2 separate regions of the Sus scrofa genome follow, and region 2 is linked to region 1. Evidence: chromatin contacts called from public Hi-C data. All regions are on one chromosome and are shown on one strand. Each heading gives the region's core, a stretch centred on a gene start, on an enhancer-like site or on the middle of the called end of the contact. The rest is flanking DNA. Distances are from core to core; before and after follow the strand shown. Region 1 has its middle 73 kb from the start of HSPA9. Region 2 holds the start of MATR3 (matrin-3).

What was found. Hi-C and Micro-C count contacts between places; a contact is called where the count stands out from the background.
Region 2: a Hi-C map of heart right ventricle shows a contact between it and region 1, with 2.5 times the contacts expected there. The contact joins the promoter of MATR3 here to the enhancer-like site in region 1. A contact is called at or near these places in 11 of 47 Hi-C or Micro-C datasets (alveolar macrophages, embryonic fibroblasts, fetal skeletal muscle and 6 more) and 1 of 2 datasets of contacts at active chromatin or transcription factors (skeletal muscle).

What each region holds. Positions count from the first base shown.
Region 1 is chr2:140,603,390-140,606,089 of Sscrofa11.1, reverse strand. No RefSeq gene overlaps it. Among named protein-coding and RNA genes, the nearest start is that of HSPA9, 73 kb to the right of the region's middle. Within about 2 kb of position 1,394, at least 7 of the 83 cell types and tissues checked have an H3K27ac peak or open chromatin away from gene starts, as enhancers often do. A contact at or near this core is called in omental adipose tissue, where this site is marked.
Region 2 is chr2:141,178,239-141,180,938 of Sscrofa11.1, reverse strand. It overlaps MATR3 (matrin-3), which reads right to left and starts at 1,424. Exons shown (of 17, transcript XM_021084863.1): 1 at 1,314-1,424; 2 at 63-100.

The DNA.
Region 1 (2,700 bases), core at 145-2,644:
CTGGCGTAGGCTGGCGGCTACAGCTCCGATTTGATCCCTAGCCTGGGAACCTCCATATGCCGCAGGAGCGGCCCAAGAAATGGCAAAAAAAATAAAATAAAATAAAAAAAATAAAATAAAATAAAAAAAGGTGGATGCTTTCCCTTCCCCCTTCCCGCCGCTCTTCGCTGGATGACGACCAAGGCCTCCTTCCCCTCTGCTGCATCTTCTGGTGCCCTTCTAACCCATCTCCCTGCTGCAAGGATGCGAGATCCTGCTTCCCCGGTTAAACCTCTTTGCGGGCTGCCTTCCTCTCTCAGGATAACCCCAAACACCTTCCCAGGGCTCACAAGACCTGAGCCTGCCCGGCCTAACCAGACCGACCTAATCAGGCACCACTCCTCCCACAGTCTCACTCCAGCCCATTGCTCTCTCTTTCTCTGACACCCCTGCCACAGGGCCTCTGCACTGGCAGCTCTGGAAACCTGAAATGCTCTTTCCCTGCCTCCTACTCTTCCAGGCCTCTCCTATGTCACCACCAATCCCTGACACCTCCTGCCCAGCTAAGTCCCCATTTCTATCTCAGCACCCCGTTTGTTCCCTTTATAGTACTTATTACATACTGTATAATTTGTGACTCTGCATTCCTCCACTGGTTTCCTCATTTTTTGTGGGTTCGCCCCATTAGACTAGGATCTTTGTCAGGGCAGGGGCCATACAATACTGTTCACCATTGTATTCCAGGGGCTCAGCATAAAACCTGGCGCACAGTAGGTACTAATTAAATGCGCTGACTGAACTGAATGCAAGGGAGGTGGCCACCAGAGGTAGTCATGGAAGTGGAAGCTGACTCTACCTACCCCTCTCGTGCCCCTACTTGCAAACAGCAGATTCACCCTTTCTTAAGAGATGAGGCTAGTACCACCCTGGGGGAACCAGAAGGGGCTCCTCCACCGCCTCTGCCCTCCTTCCTCTCCGGTTGGAGAACTCTCTGGCCCCTTCTGGCGGACCCTGGAGCGGCGCCTTTACCACGGGGCAGTGGCCCATGTTCCCCACTCCCACTCCCATCAAGGTCCCTGCGTTGCTGCCAATCATGGCCCTTCCCAAACCGATACTGGTTCCCAGGGGCGGGGCAAAGGAGAGGAGCTTGGAAGGAAGCGGGTGGGTGTGGGCCAGAGGAGTCGATTGGAGAACTGGAAGGGAGGCTGAGGAGGCAGTTTTTCCAGGTATTATAATATCCATGAAGTAAACGCAAATTAACTGAAGGCACCTTTGGAATAAGCAGCTTTTATTGAGGGAGCTGCTGTAATCCTTAAATGGCTTTATTGACCACACGGAGCTTTCCGCTGGGGGAGGGGTGGGTCAGGAACTGCTCCGCAGTGTCCTTGTCCCCACGCGTTTAGATTCCAGACATGCTTCTTGCGGCTAATGGAACGCGCAGGTCCCTAACCTCGGCTTCTGCGGTCCACTCTCTGCCCCCAGCCGAGTCTGGGGAGCCCGCCCTCTGGGTCTGGGATCTACATGCTGAGTGAACCTCAGGGGCTGTGAGCACCCGAGTGTGGCTACTGTGTTAGGGGGCTCCCTGATAGCTACACGTGGGTGTGGGAAACACGCCTGTGCCTGTGTGTAAAGCTGTGGGTGCCCTGTCCGCTGGCGGGTTTGTGTCCATTTACACGCTCCCCTGGGCACAAGCATCGCTGTGTGTGTCTGCACCCTCCCCCCACGTCTCCATCCATCTGTATTCCTCCTCAGGTTGGGGGGAGGGTGCTGGCCTCAGCTGGGGTGTCATGCTTTTTCAAGGACTAAGCGCTTTTATCAGCATGATAATGAACCGATGACACTGGAAGCTCCTGCACTCTGGAGAGAAGCCAGGGAACCAGAAGGAGGCTGGTGGGACTTGGAGGCTCAGGGGCCTCGCTTCTCAGAAAGCCCTTTCCAGCTCCGTTCAGATTTTAGAGGGTAGCAGGACGGGCAAAGGAAGCCCAGAGGACGCTGGAAATAGGTTATCAATATTCCTGGCCTGGCCTGCCTGCCTTTTCCAGAGGCCTCCAATCACTGCTCCTCTTTCTTGCCCTCCCAAAGTACTCGCCTTGACCATGGTTGTGAACTGCAAAGGGTAGGGCTGGCTCCTCCACTCTCCCAGCCTCTGCCCTCTAGCCCTCACCCAAAGCCAAGTCCTGCCCAGAGGTGAAAGGTGGGAGCCAAGCTTAGGTATGGGATAACACCGAATTCTGAGCGGGGCAGGACACATAAGCAGGTCTTGGAACAAAAACTGGAAAGCTGCTCCTTGGACATGCAGCCTGTCAAGGCTAATTGGACTCAATGATTTTTTTTTTCTTTTTCTTCTTCTTCTTTTTTTTTTTTTTTTTTTTTTTTTTGTCTTTTTAGGGCCTCACCGGCAGCACATGGAAGTTCCCAGGCTAGGGGTCAAATCGAAGTTGCAGCCACCAGCCAGCCTACACCACAGCCACAGCCATGCCAGATCCTTAACCCACTGAGCAAGGCCAGGGATTGAACCCACATCCACATGGATACTAGTTTGGCTCGTAACCAGCTAAGCCACAGTGGGAACTCCCTCAGTAATGTTTCATAATGGATTTGGGGCCAGGTGACATCCTTGGGGAAAGGAAAGGAGAGTCCAGAATTTTGCAGAACATTCCACACCAGAGGGACCTGCCTTACACAACAGGACCTTCTCTCACTGGTCAGAGAAGACAAGCA
Region 2 (2,700 bases), core at 175-2,674, 570 kb before region 1:
ACGGTAACCTAGGCAGCTGCCTACAGCTGGGGCCAAAGGTAGGTTAATGGGGTTGCACTCACCTGGGGCTGCATCTGCCCAAAGTCCACAGCTGGGCCCTCTGCAATCAAAGCACTCCAGGTTAGAGTCAGCCAAGTTCGTGAACTCTTGTGTGGCGTTCAAGACTCCTACCCTCAAAACCCCTTAACTTAGTGAGGCCTGAGCCCCAGAACAATCAGACAACAAAATAAATAGTTCTCTGGATCAGACCTATTTCATAGGTCATTTTCATTTGTATCTCACAGTAGTTCCACAGCAGCAAGTTAATAAGTATCAGGAAGCTTGGCTTTGTTGCTTAGCAGCCATGTGACAGTGGGCAAAAAACTCTCTGGACTTCAGTCTCCTTACTGATCGAATGGGGGTGTTGATAATAGTATATAGGGTGGTTGGGAGATTTAAATGGAATATAAACTAAGCCTATAGGAAAGCATCTCCTATAGACTCTGGGCAGTCAGTAACATTTGCTTTTACCGGCAGCTCCATCCCAGGCCAGGAGATGATAAATACTGGTAAGGAGAAGGGCAAGTTAATCCTGGGAAAGCCATGGGCAGTGAAAAATTGGAAAGGCTGGTTAAAACTAGATCGACAAGGGCCTCAATTACATGAACCATAAAAGCAACCTTTTAAAAAATAATTGGATGCAGTAATGGATGTGAAAGGAACTGGAGGCAGTTAGGTTGCCATTCCTGCCAACGATCCAAAGGACCGGTTTAAAACATTGACCAAAATGTTTGCAAAATTTTTAATAAACATTCCTACCCCCTCATCCTTATAATTTACCTTATTTATGTAAGGTGAGGTTATCTAAGACTATATTCCCAGCCATCCTCGAATTTCACTCCTAACCAGCTGCAAACAATTTAGAGAAAACGAAAAAGAGAGGAAGCTCCTCGTCCAAATCGAAAAACAAATCTAAAAATAGCCTGCCCCCTTTCCGGGCTCGGGTTGAAGGGTCTGACCGAGCTCCACCCGAGCACGTGTTCCTCACAAACCTTCCCAAGTCCCCCGGCCCTGGTGCTTCAGGAGCATCGAGACTGGCTCTACGGGAGTCCGAGACCGGCTCTAGCGGACTCTCCAGAGACCACAAGGATGGTAGGAAAGAGGGGGCGACTACGATCCCCCAGCGTCTCTTGAAGATACCCTCCAAATCTTGGGTCACGAGGGAACGAACCCCGGTTTGGTCGCGTGCCTCGGAAGAAGCCCCTCCACCGCAGCCTTTCGCCTTTGGCTAGTAAACCTCCAAGGTGAGCTGTCCCTACTTTGCCCTTACTCACCCTTGGTGTCGGGAGCTCGGCAGGGACACTCCGGCCCCGGCGGAGGCCGCAGGGGAAAGGGCAGCCGGGAGTCGGGAGAAGCCCCGCCCCGGGGCGGCTACGGGGCGGTTCTCGGTGGGCGGGGCTAAGAAAACCCGCCCAACAAGGGCGGGGTTAGGAAAATAGGGGGAGCTGTGGCAGAGGTGATCATACTTCCTAGGGGTTAGCACCCAGAAGAGAAAGGGTAGGTATCCAAACCATCGCTGTGTTGATGAGACACCCATCCCATCCATCCTTACGGATGGAAAGGGCCCTGGGTTTGAAGCTGCTAAAGAGAAAACCTGGCGTGTGGTAGTGAGGCGGTGCTTCCGGTCCGCCCCCACCGAGCTCGGCGGGTTCATCTCACACGTGTGGCGCCTTTCAGTTGCTGCAAGCTCAGCCCACGCTTTTTCCACCTCCCACACAGATCCTCCTTCGGGCTTTCTTCAGCAGTTCTGTCACCCGGCGAATGGATCGTCCACCCACACTGGTCACCTTGGTTTTGGGATCTTTCCAGGAGATTTATGTCCTTCACTCCTATAGCCTAACCTGCGGGACCACATCCTTAGCTGAGCTGCAACAGCCAAAGAAAACAGGCTCGCTCTTCCAAACTTCCTTTCACCGTGGCACACCCAGCCTAAGAGGCCACATCCTTGATCTGGACATATTGCTCACCAAGTTACCAGCATTTCTATTCGACACTAAACAACTAGTTCCCTTGCTGGTTGGAGTCAATATGATTCTGTCCTGCTGAACAGTTGGTGAAGCTGAAGAACAAGGGCTAGAGGAGCAAGACCCAGCAGCATTCCTAAATCCATTCCATAATTCTCCAAATTCCAAAGCCACTTCCCAGCCCCTCCCTAGCATCCTACTGGCTCTGCCCACATATTGCAGCTGACACATTTGTCAGACAAAACCCTGGGAGTTAACCAATGCCCTTGTCATCTGCCAACAATTTTTTTTAATTTTAAGATTTTTGTTTTTTCTATTATAGTTGATTTACAATGTTCTGTCAATTTCTGCTGCACAACGAAGTGACCCAGTCGTATATATATATTTTTTTTTCTCACATTATCCTCTGTCATGTTCCATCACAAGTGACTAGATATAGTTCCCTGTGCTATACAGCAGGATCTCATTGCTTATCCACTCCAAATGCAAATAGTTTGCATCTACTAACCCCAAACTCCCAGTCCATCCCACTCCCTCCCCCTCCCCCTTGGCCATCATCTTTTCTGTAGGTAGTTTTATTTGTGCCATATATTAGATTCCAGATATAAGTGATATCATACGGTATTTGTCTTTCTCTTTCTGACTTCACTCATTATGAGAGTCTATAGTTCCATTCATGTTGCTGCAAATGGCATTA